Linked DNA regions of Sus scrofa: all the other regions are linked to region 3. Evidence: chromatin contacts called from public targeted proximity ligation data. All regions are on one chromosome and are shown on one strand. The core of a region is the stretch at or near the end of the contact, and the rest is flanking DNA. Distances in the headings are between cores, read along the strand shown.

Evidence for each region.
Region 1: a targeted proximity ligation map of alveolar macrophages shows a contact between it and region 3. A contact is called at or near these places in 1 of 47 Hi-C or Micro-C datasets (epiblast stem cells) and 1 of 2 datasets of targeted methods (alveolar macrophages).
Region 2: a targeted proximity ligation map of alveolar macrophages shows a contact between it and region 3. A contact is called at or near these places in 1 of 47 Hi-C or Micro-C datasets (epiblast stem cells) and 1 of 2 datasets of targeted methods (alveolar macrophages).

Annotation. Positions count from the first base shown.
Region 1 is chr5:90,719,427-90,722,676 of Sscrofa11.1, forward strand. The region is part of intron 3 of LOC106510428 (a long non-coding RNA gene); the gene reads left to right. Among named protein-coding and RNA genes, the nearest start is that of BTG1, 94 kb to the right of the region's middle.
Region 2 is chr5:90,691,675-90,694,843 of Sscrofa11.1, forward strand. No RefSeq gene overlaps it. Among named protein-coding and RNA genes, the nearest start is that of BTG1, 120 kb to the right of the region's middle.
Region 3 is chr5:91,004,292-91,007,799 of Sscrofa11.1, forward strand. All of the region lies in intron 2 of LOC102159120 (a long non-coding RNA gene), which reads left to right. Among named protein-coding and RNA genes, the nearest start is that of BTG1, 190 kb to the left of the region's middle.

The DNA of each region.
Region 1 (3,250 bases), core at 440-2,939, 280 kb before region 3:
AAAGACCCAGAATAGCCAAAGACATCCTGAAAAAGAAAAATGAAGCTGGTTCCCTTGACCTTTGCACCTTGTAAGGATACACATCTAGAGAATGGCTATCCATGAACCAGGAAATGGGCCCTTACCAGACATGGAATCGGTCGGTACCTTGATCTTGGACTCCCCAGCCTCCAGAAGTGTGAGAAATGTCTGTTGTTTAAGCTACCCAGTCTGTGGTATCTATTCCATGTTCTATTATAGATGCCCAGTGGACTAAGATGGATGTAGATGGATGGGTAGATGGATGGATGGATGTTTGGAATCAGTGAAGTGTGGAACAATGTGAAACATGTTAAGACATAAGACATTTACAAGCATGAGATTAAAAAGCTGATGTTGAGTGAATTCTGGTCACAATTTAAAGACAGAGGGCTAGGGCAGAAAGATACAGGAAGTTCAAAGAAAATCAGAAAAATTTGCACACCCTGTAAGTTGTAAACAAGAACTCCTTAAGTCATAGACATCTTTGGAAGAAAAAAGTGCATAACTTCTTGGGATGAGTACATAATGCAAACATTTTGTTTAGAACTTTTCCCATTAACTGCTGCATAATCTGGTCATTTGCAGGGTTTTGTGTCTTTGATCTCTCAGACTTTTGACTGACCACATCTAGGAATGTAATGGCAGGGAATGGAATGGCAAGCTTCCTGACAAGAAAGGCCTCTAATAGAGCAACATGTGTGCTGACACCACCATGTGCTTGCCTTTGACCCTTGCCATGACTTGACCTCCAGCTTCTGAGCATTCTGTTTCCTAGCTTTGGATCAGAGGTCACCACACTTGACCTCTGGCCTCAGGGTGATTGCTGACTCTCCCAACCCACAACTTGGTTTTGATTGTTCTGTATAATCTGTCATTCCCCAGGGTCCAGAAAACCTCTTCCACTAGTACCCACCAGCTGTTACCACCTTTGTTCTCTCTCTCCCCTGGTCCTGGCTGACTGAAATCTATAGCCCCTAACAATGGTGTGGTCCCTCCACGTGGCCTTGTGTGCTGACTTTGATTGAGTGCTAATAGTTATTATTATGAGTGCCCATTTTCTGAAATGCTAACCATGCTGCTACATTCAGCATCTCATTTAGCATTCAAGCATCCCATGAGAAAGATATCATTTATCTGTGTCTTTGGAGATCAGGAAACTGAGGCTCAGCAAAATTGACTGTAACTGGTCTAAGTTCATACTGAATTGAATGTAACTAGTCTAACTTTATAAGTGTCAGATTTAGGACGTCATTTTTGCTTCAAATCTATTTCCCATGCTTTCTATTTGGTAAAGATTTGCCATAAAACATCCCGGGGTTTTTCTGGGTATTGAATATATGCACTATGAAAAAGCTTTGTTTTGATTTTAAAGATGTTCTGCGTTTCAACGCACTGGGCCACTCTTGTGAGGATTTTAAGTCTTTTCAATCCGACCTCTTCTGTAACCACAGATGTAATAACTAGTTCCATGAAGCTTTGACCAACTTGCACAGGTGCAAGCTAACAGTGCCTCATCTCAACTCTCTGATTCTTAGCTTAGGACATTTGTGGGAAAACACCACTCATACTTGCACAATTTAAAAGTGCCTGGGCGCTAATGCCCATGAGTTCACCCTTGACCACTGTGGGGTGAGAGCCAAGGAATCATTTCCTCCTTACATCACCCAATGGCCAGCTCCCAAGTGCCTCTGCTAAACCTCCTGCAAAGATCTTGTAGCAGTGAGTACCAGTTAACCATAGCAATGGTCAACTGGAAAAGCCATTTCTGTATCAAGTTCCCGCCTTCCTTGTTTCACTTCCCTTGTCTCTCACTCCTGCTCTCTGAGGTCACACAAAATTGACTCAGGATTTGTTGCTAGGGATACCCAAGTTGACCCTTCCTCTTAGTGAGTCTGGATTGGTAAATCTTTTATAAACCTGTAAGTCACAGTTTTACATCTGACGTGTCTGCATGCACAAGGAGTAATCAAGTTTATTTGACTTCTCAATCAGTTGATTTGGCTTTGGGAACAGTTTTATATCAGTGTGGGCAGATGCCACTATGGAAGGTATTATCAGTGTATTTGAGTAAACTTATTTGTTTTTCATTCATAAGGGAACTGTAATTAACTGCTAAGTAAGATGATTCAAATTGGTTTTGAAGTTTCCTGGCTGCCTGTTCATAATTCTTATGTAAATGGTAACTAAAGCCTTTCCTTGGTGATAAAAATCCACACTAACAAATCAATAACGGTCCTTTCCCGTTCCTGATCTACCCTTCTGCCCGTGCACATGCACTGTCCTTGACAAAATGGGTAATGTCTGTACCTGAATAGCTCAGGCCCCTATGCGCTCTGTGCGAACAGAATCCCTGGCCAGTTTCGCTCATTCGATCCCTGCTTCTGAACTGATTGAGGCGAGGAGGAAGGCGGACAGGGGTGCCTTCTTTGGAAAAGCTTCCTGAGGGTTCTGCTACTCACCTACCCCTTGCCTTTCTTCGACCCGCTGCCCCTCCGCACCACACGTGATCTCACACCTGTGGTGGAAGGCAAGCCCAGACGCAAATGATGTGGTGATGCAGTGAAATCATTTCCATAGCACACCGCCTTTAGAATCTCCATGGACAGAAAAGTAAACCAGATGAGTGAAGTCAGCGGAGGGAAGAAAACTGAAAATTGAATGCCTTTCTTTCATTTTGTATATATATTCTTAAGAGGCCCAGAGCTAAATTGCTTTTTATGAAATCTCCTTAGCAAGCAAATTTGTATAAAAACAGATAAGCTTAGAAATTCTCACATCTCTCAGAGAATCAAATATTCCAGGTAATTATGATCTGGGGACCTGGGGAATTGATGGTTGTGGTTTATTCTGAATGTCAAGCAATAAAAATAATGGAACAGAGATCATATATAGATTATACACCATGGCTGATTCTCTTGTTTAGTTTCCCTTTGCACTAAAAAGTAGTATAGTCAGCACTGAGCTAGCTGCACTATTTGACCAAACAGCAAGATTAGTCATATCAAAATAGTATTTGAAAGAAAGGATTCCATTAGCTGCTTTACTGTCTTTTGTGTCTGAGACAAAGCTAGCATCAGTGTTCCGTGTGGGAGTTAAGTCAGTGAATATTGAGCTTCTAGAAAGGATTTCTGAATTAGCCAATATAAAAAATAAATTGGATGTGTGTGTGCACACACACACACACATATACACACATGTATGTATATTTACATGCAGGTCCTCAAGATGA
Region 2 (3,169 bases), core at 612-3,111, 310 kb before region 3:
GCTACCTCTCAGATCTCATCCCCCACCTTAATCACATTGTGGCCTCCTGTCACTTCTCACAATATACCAGGAAGCTCTGCTTTGGGCACTTGGCACAGGCAATTCCCTCTGCCTGAAATGCTTCTCCTGCCACCACCACGCCACATAGACTGAATTCATGCTTTATTTTCATCTCTGCTCTCTTATTACTTCATCCAAGTGGCCTTCCTCAACCACTATTTAAAATAATATCCTCACTTACCTGCCTTATTTTTCTTTACCTAGTTCCACCTGGCATGTATGCTATTATTTGCTACTTATTGATTGTTTATTAGCTTCTGCTAGGATCTAAATTCTTCCATGGTAAAAAAAAAAAAAAAAATGTCTTTTTTTCACTGTTTCATCTCTAGATATTAGGACAAATCTGGCATCTGACAGCCTTCCAATACATAATGAATTTTAATGAATTAATATATTTGAGCTGAGAGAAAAGGACAAAAGACCCCAGGCAGAAGAAACCAGCACCTACAAAGGAATAAATTTGGTCTGTTGAAAACAGGAGCGAGCAAACTTATAGCCTAGGGACTAAATCTAGGCTGCCACTTGTTTTTTGGAGTAAAGTTTTATTGAAATATAGCCTGGCTCATTCATTTACACTACTGTTTATGAATGCTTTCATTCTACCACAGCAGAGTTGAATAGTTATGAAAAGACCTTACGGCCTGCAACCCTGAACAATTTACTCTGTGGCTTTTTACAGGAAAAGTTTGCCAACCCTTGGTCTGAAGGGTGGCATGCATGGCGGACCTGCTGGGAGATGGGAAGAGTTGGTGAGGGCAAGCTGGAATGGGTTTATGTGAGTTTGGAGTCACATGTAAGTCAAGAGAGAGTGAGACAATGGGTGCTTTTAGGCAAGGGAGTCCCTAAAAGGCAGGAACTCTGTAATGTACCTTGCGTCCAAAAGAGTGCTTTCTGTTTAAACCAGGTATCCCACTGGCAGCTGATGCCAAGACTCCTGCCTTAATGTCACTGCCATGTGTGGGATTAGCTCTTGATATAAGAACCAAAAGGAGGAGAAAAATCCCTTTGCTTCGCCCCACCCCCATACTCTGTGTTGGCCTAGAAATTATCTTTCTCTTGTGGCGAGTCTGATACAGGCGGCTCCAACAGAATCCATTCTTGCCTCTAGGTAACTGGTCTCCTCTGATCTCAAGACTCTCAGAAACATGAGGTTGGTTCTAGGGTCACCAGGAGACTTGTGTCTTCTCAGATTTGTCGGTCCTGCTTTAGGAAGTTTCCGGAATTTGGAAACTTCAGAATTGCGTCTATAGGGGGTGACAAGAAAATCGCTAAATTGTCCGTGGCTTGACAGCTCATCAGACCTTTTCCAAGTTCCCTCAGCCATGATTTGTCAGACTTCGCCACTGGCTTAAGGTCAAAAGATGCTGATCCGTTTTGCTTTTACTCAGACTGGATTTCACAATAAAGCGGCCTTTCCCCTGCTGTCTTTGGTGCTTATGATTTTAGCTCCAGCCAGACCCTACGTAAGGGCAGGAGTAGATTTTGAAGGGGAAAAAAAGGGAACAAATGTGTTCTGAATTTCACAGAACAAAGTGGAGCTCTGGCTTGGGGTGGAGCTTGGGAGTAGCTGCCCCCACCCCTCTTCCCTCTGAGAACGCGGTAGTGAAATCAGGTCTGCTTCAGTGAAGCTGTGGCATTTGGGTTTAATTTGATAGATCCCGAAGTGCCTACTTCGGTTTGAGACTCGGTTCTGGCTTGACTTTTTTTTGCCCATCGCTTAAAGTGTATGTGTAAGCAGAGGAAGCCAAGTTTCCACTTGTATATACTGAATCCTTCAGCCAGAAGCCCACAGCCCTTAGAACAGCTCGTGTCGTTTATTGGCTGGCCTTTAAAAACTCAGAGTATGGGTTAACTGAAAAGTGATAGGTTATCATTTGAAGAAGGAAGTGGAAACTTCCAAAGAGACAACAGTCTAGCACTAAGCCAGAGAAACAGAACGTTGATTTCTGCTATAGCCTTTGGGACCCGCTCTTTCTTCTGGCTTTAGAGTAGATCAGAACTTTTTTTTTCTTTTTTGGTTTAATTTAATACTTCAACGTTCAGGAAGGAACCAGATCAAGCTTTTCTAGGCATTATCGGCCTGGGATGTGCTGAATCAATTGCAGGCTTCATTTTGTAGGAGTCGGTATCAATGGATGGGGTGCTAGCTCAGCCCTTTTGAAAGTAACAGACGGCGTTGGCTCCAATAATTACATTAAGATCGTGGATACACACTTGCCTTGGGGATTTGGAGTTCGGCTTAATCAAATCTGGATTTGACATTTCACAGCCCACATCAAGGATTTCTACAAAGGAACATCAGAGAATTGCCAGCTCTGCTTTTGGTCTGACTTAGTGCCTCCTCCTGGGTAACTGAGCAGGCCTTGTGCTCATCTTGTTGATACTTTGGCTGCATCTCTGCCCAGCTGCACAGCGCTCAAAGCTTCTGCAGGTCATAGTTTCCTGCCATCCGTGGAAAGGCATTTATTTAGTGCCGGCCATGCCCCAGGGCCCCGGGCTAAGATCTGGGATAGATGCGGTGGGGAACGGGACTAACGGGACTCTGAGCTGTGTTCGTAAAATGTGACAAACAGTAAGAGCGACAGAAGCTCCCCTGTGGCTGAAAAGCGATGAGATATTCTTATTCACTCATTACTGCCACGTCCTGGTAGACAATGCCCACCCTGGAGGAGTTTACAGCCCAGTCCAGAGGTTCTCGACTCTAATCGCCCAGGAAGTCCCAGGAATGCCGATTTCCAAGGGAAACAAGGCATCTGCCCTTCTTATAGGCAGATATTTTTGAGGCACTTGTCCTTCGGACCATGCTTTGAGAACTACTGATAAAAGTACAAGTAATGTGAACAAAGCATTGTGAAAATAGCACAATAAGTGCTACACCTGTCACAGTGGAGGCTCAACAGTAGAAGGGCACAGCCCTGATTCGGAGGCCAGAGAAGGTTTCTGAGACGAAGATCTGGATCTTACAGGATGATGGAGGGTTTCATGGGGCAGACAGTGCTGCCGCGGGTGCAACGGCTGGGAGGGGAAGAGCGTGCCAGGCTGAGAGGAGAGCAGGTGAAGGACACCAACGTGGAGCAAGTAGACCTGTTTAGGTGCCCTGTGCGCATAG
Region 3 (3,508 bases), core at 305-2,804:
CTGTGCCTCTGGCGTAGCCGGTGGCTACAACTCCGATTCAACCCCTAGCCTGGAACCTCCATATGCCGCGGAGCGGCCCAAGAAATAGCAACAACAACAACAACAACAACAAAAGACAAAAAAAAAAAAAAAAAAATCAAGTTGGAGGCAAAAGAATTTGCTGTTTGAGTATGGAGTTTGATATTTAGGTGGTGATTTATGTTTTACTAAGAAAATTGTATTTTCAAAATATGTATTTTGAAAATTTAAATACACACATAATTAGAGTAGTAAAATGAATCCCCATCAACCCCTCACCCAGATTCCCATCTATAAATATTTTGACATATTTGCTTTCATTATCTCCTTTTGAATCATGTTCATATTTTAGGAACTGTTTTTTTTTTTTTTTTTTTTTTTTTTTTGTCTTTTTGCTATTTCTTTGGGCCGCTCCCGCAGCATATGGAGGTTCCCAGGCTAGGGGTCCAATCGGAGCTGTAGCCACTGGCTTATGCCAGAACCACAGCAACGCAGGATCCGAGCCGCGTCTGCAACCTACACCACAGCTCACGGCAACGCCGGATCGTTAACCCACTGAGCAAGGGCAGGGACCGAACCCGCAACCTCATGGTTCCTAGTCGGATTCGTTAACCACTGCGCCATGACGGGAACTCCAGGAACTGTTTTAAAGCAATCTGGACATCCATCATTTCACCCACATATATGTCAGTAAATATCTCTCAATATTATGAACATGTTCTTACATAATGTTGTCATCATACTCTAGTAAAATAAGAACAATACCGAGATGGTATTCAAATTCAAACCCTGAATGGTTTTTTTTTCCCCCTGAATTGAGATAAAGTTTACTCAGAGTTAAACACTACAATCCTAAGGTTACAATACAAACACTTCTGAAAAAAAAAAAAAAAAAAAAAAAAAAAAAAAACCCTGTAAAATTCCCTAATCTAAAATATAGAATTTTTCCATTACCCTAGAAGGTTATCTCGCCCACCCTTCTAGTCAAATCCTACGTCTATAGGCAACTACTGTTATGATTCTTATCAATATAGATTACTTTTCCTGCTTGTGAGTTTCATATAACTGAAATCATGTGATAGGCATTCTTTCATGTTTAGCTTATTTCTTCGACACAATATTTTTGTGATTTATCCTAGTCATGTAACGTAGTTCATTATTTTTACATTTCTGGGTATTATTCCATTTTGGGAATTTAAAATAGAAAGCATTAAAAATCTTTCCATACTCCAAATCATTTTCCATATTTCTCCAGTTAACACAGGTACCGCACTTTGAGAATCATTGCTCAGTATCGCCTCTCTTTGAATCATCTTGATCATGACAGTATTGAGCAATGTCTCAACTGAAATAGCCGTAGCGTGCATTTGTTGAACAGTTACCACACTGGGTATTATGAAAATACAAACACGAGTGGAACTTGGTTTCTCAAAGCACTTACATACCCACAGTGACGCAGACATGTAAGTAACCTCCTACGACAGAAAGGAGAAGTAAAAATAGTATTTTGTGTGCATTTGGGGTGAAGCATAGGACAGGGCATCTGGGAAGCTGCTATGCAGAAAGGTTTGTGCCCCGAGCTTTGAAAGAGGGCTGGACTATCTGTAGGTGGTAAATTGGGAAGGAAGGGCTTCGCAAAGCCACAATGGTGTAAATGTGTTTGATCTTTATCCACCCCGACCGTGGGGCAGGAACCCTCGGGGATTGCCTTTGACTCCTCTTCCTCACTCCTATGACATCTGTCTTCAAGTTCTACTGGTAACACCTGACCTGTCTCTTACTGTCTTCTGTTCTTGCTGTCACGTCCTCAGTGCAAGCCCCTTTACCCTTTTTTTCCTCTTTCCCACACAGTTGCAACTGACTTCTCAGTGTTTGTCTGCTTCTGACCCATCTCCTTTCTAATAGTTTGTAGACACTGCTCTTAGAACTATCTTTGCCAAACCCCAAACTGATTGTGCTCTTTCTCTGCTTACAGCGTTGGTTACAGAACAGCGTTTACATCCCTCCATCTGCTCCTGAGGCCTTTCCATAGCTCATCTCAGCCCTCTTTCTACCCTAATGTCTGGCCTTAAGCTCTCTGAGTCACCATGTATTTTACCCATAAGAAACAATTCTGCTCCCTAAATAGGACTTACTTTTCTCCTGACTCTGCATCTTTGTTGAAATTATCAATCCCAGTCTTCAAGGTTTTTCCATTTCTCTCCGTTTAATTGATCTCTGAGACCACACTCAATGTTACTTCCTTCTGGGAAGCCGTTCTCAATCCCTACTGAGGTCAAAATTAATGACTCTTTTGACTTGCATTTGCCATGCACACCATACTTTATATCATAATGATTTATATTCATTCCTATGTCTCCACTGAACTGTAACCTCTTTGGGAAAAAAAGGCCATGTTTTGGTTACTCTTGGGCTAGGAGAGTGCCCTTTACATGTCTGGCCCTCCTTACTGTTACATAAAATCATTCTCTTACCTGTAAGGCACACTGTTTTCTAGAAGCAAACCTCAGTAAATTTTAAACTATCCTTGTCATGACATATATAGACTGCCATAGTGCTGAAAGTCACTGAACAGGGCTCATTATATGATAGGCTATAAAAATTAGAACCTAGCATGCCCAGGCAGGTAGCTAGTTTATCATTTGGGAGATTCATAGCCTTGACTTACTTGGAGACTTCTACACTTTCAACAGTGTAGAAGATATATTTACTTCTGTTGAAGGAATATGCATGCATATTCAGAGTACATATCTTACTTCCTCTCCTCTCTTTCTTTCTTCCCTCCTTCCTTCCTTTTCTGTTACTCCTATTTTTGAAAATGTTTTCCTTCATAACTTGAGGGAAGCATGTCAGACTTAAGAATAACTTATCTGACTCAGCCAAAAGTGCAAGATTAAGCTAAAGATATTTTCAGCCTTCAAAAATAGGACACACACTGAGGTCTTGGGAAATGTAGCATTGAATTGGGGTGGTGCTATATTAAATAGACTAAAAATAATGTCTTCTGATTGACTGCATACCTAGTGTCTGGCCCCATGAAGTCTTTAAACTGAATGAAGATTGTCATTATAGTTTAACTGAAATAATGAATATTGAATTAGGGATAAGAGAGTAATGGCCCCAATCACGGCCCCAATTGATTCATTCAAATGCGAGATTTCCCCCTTTGTCATTAAGAGAAAATAATAATTGAACATTATATATGTGAGACTAATAATGAAATAATTATTTCAGTCATGTGACTTCATGCTCTAAACGACTTTTTAAAAACATACTTTGTTGTAACTCATGATATAAAATGTAAAATATTTAATCATTGAAACTGACATCAGATCTGGGTTTGTGCTTTAAAATCATATGAATTTTAACAAATGAAAATTTTAAACCCTTTTCCATATTTACATTAATAAGAAATACTTAATAGAATTTCCATGTACACCTTCCCCCACCCAGCCCTCTAAATTCCCTAGGCACATGTGACAGAGGACTT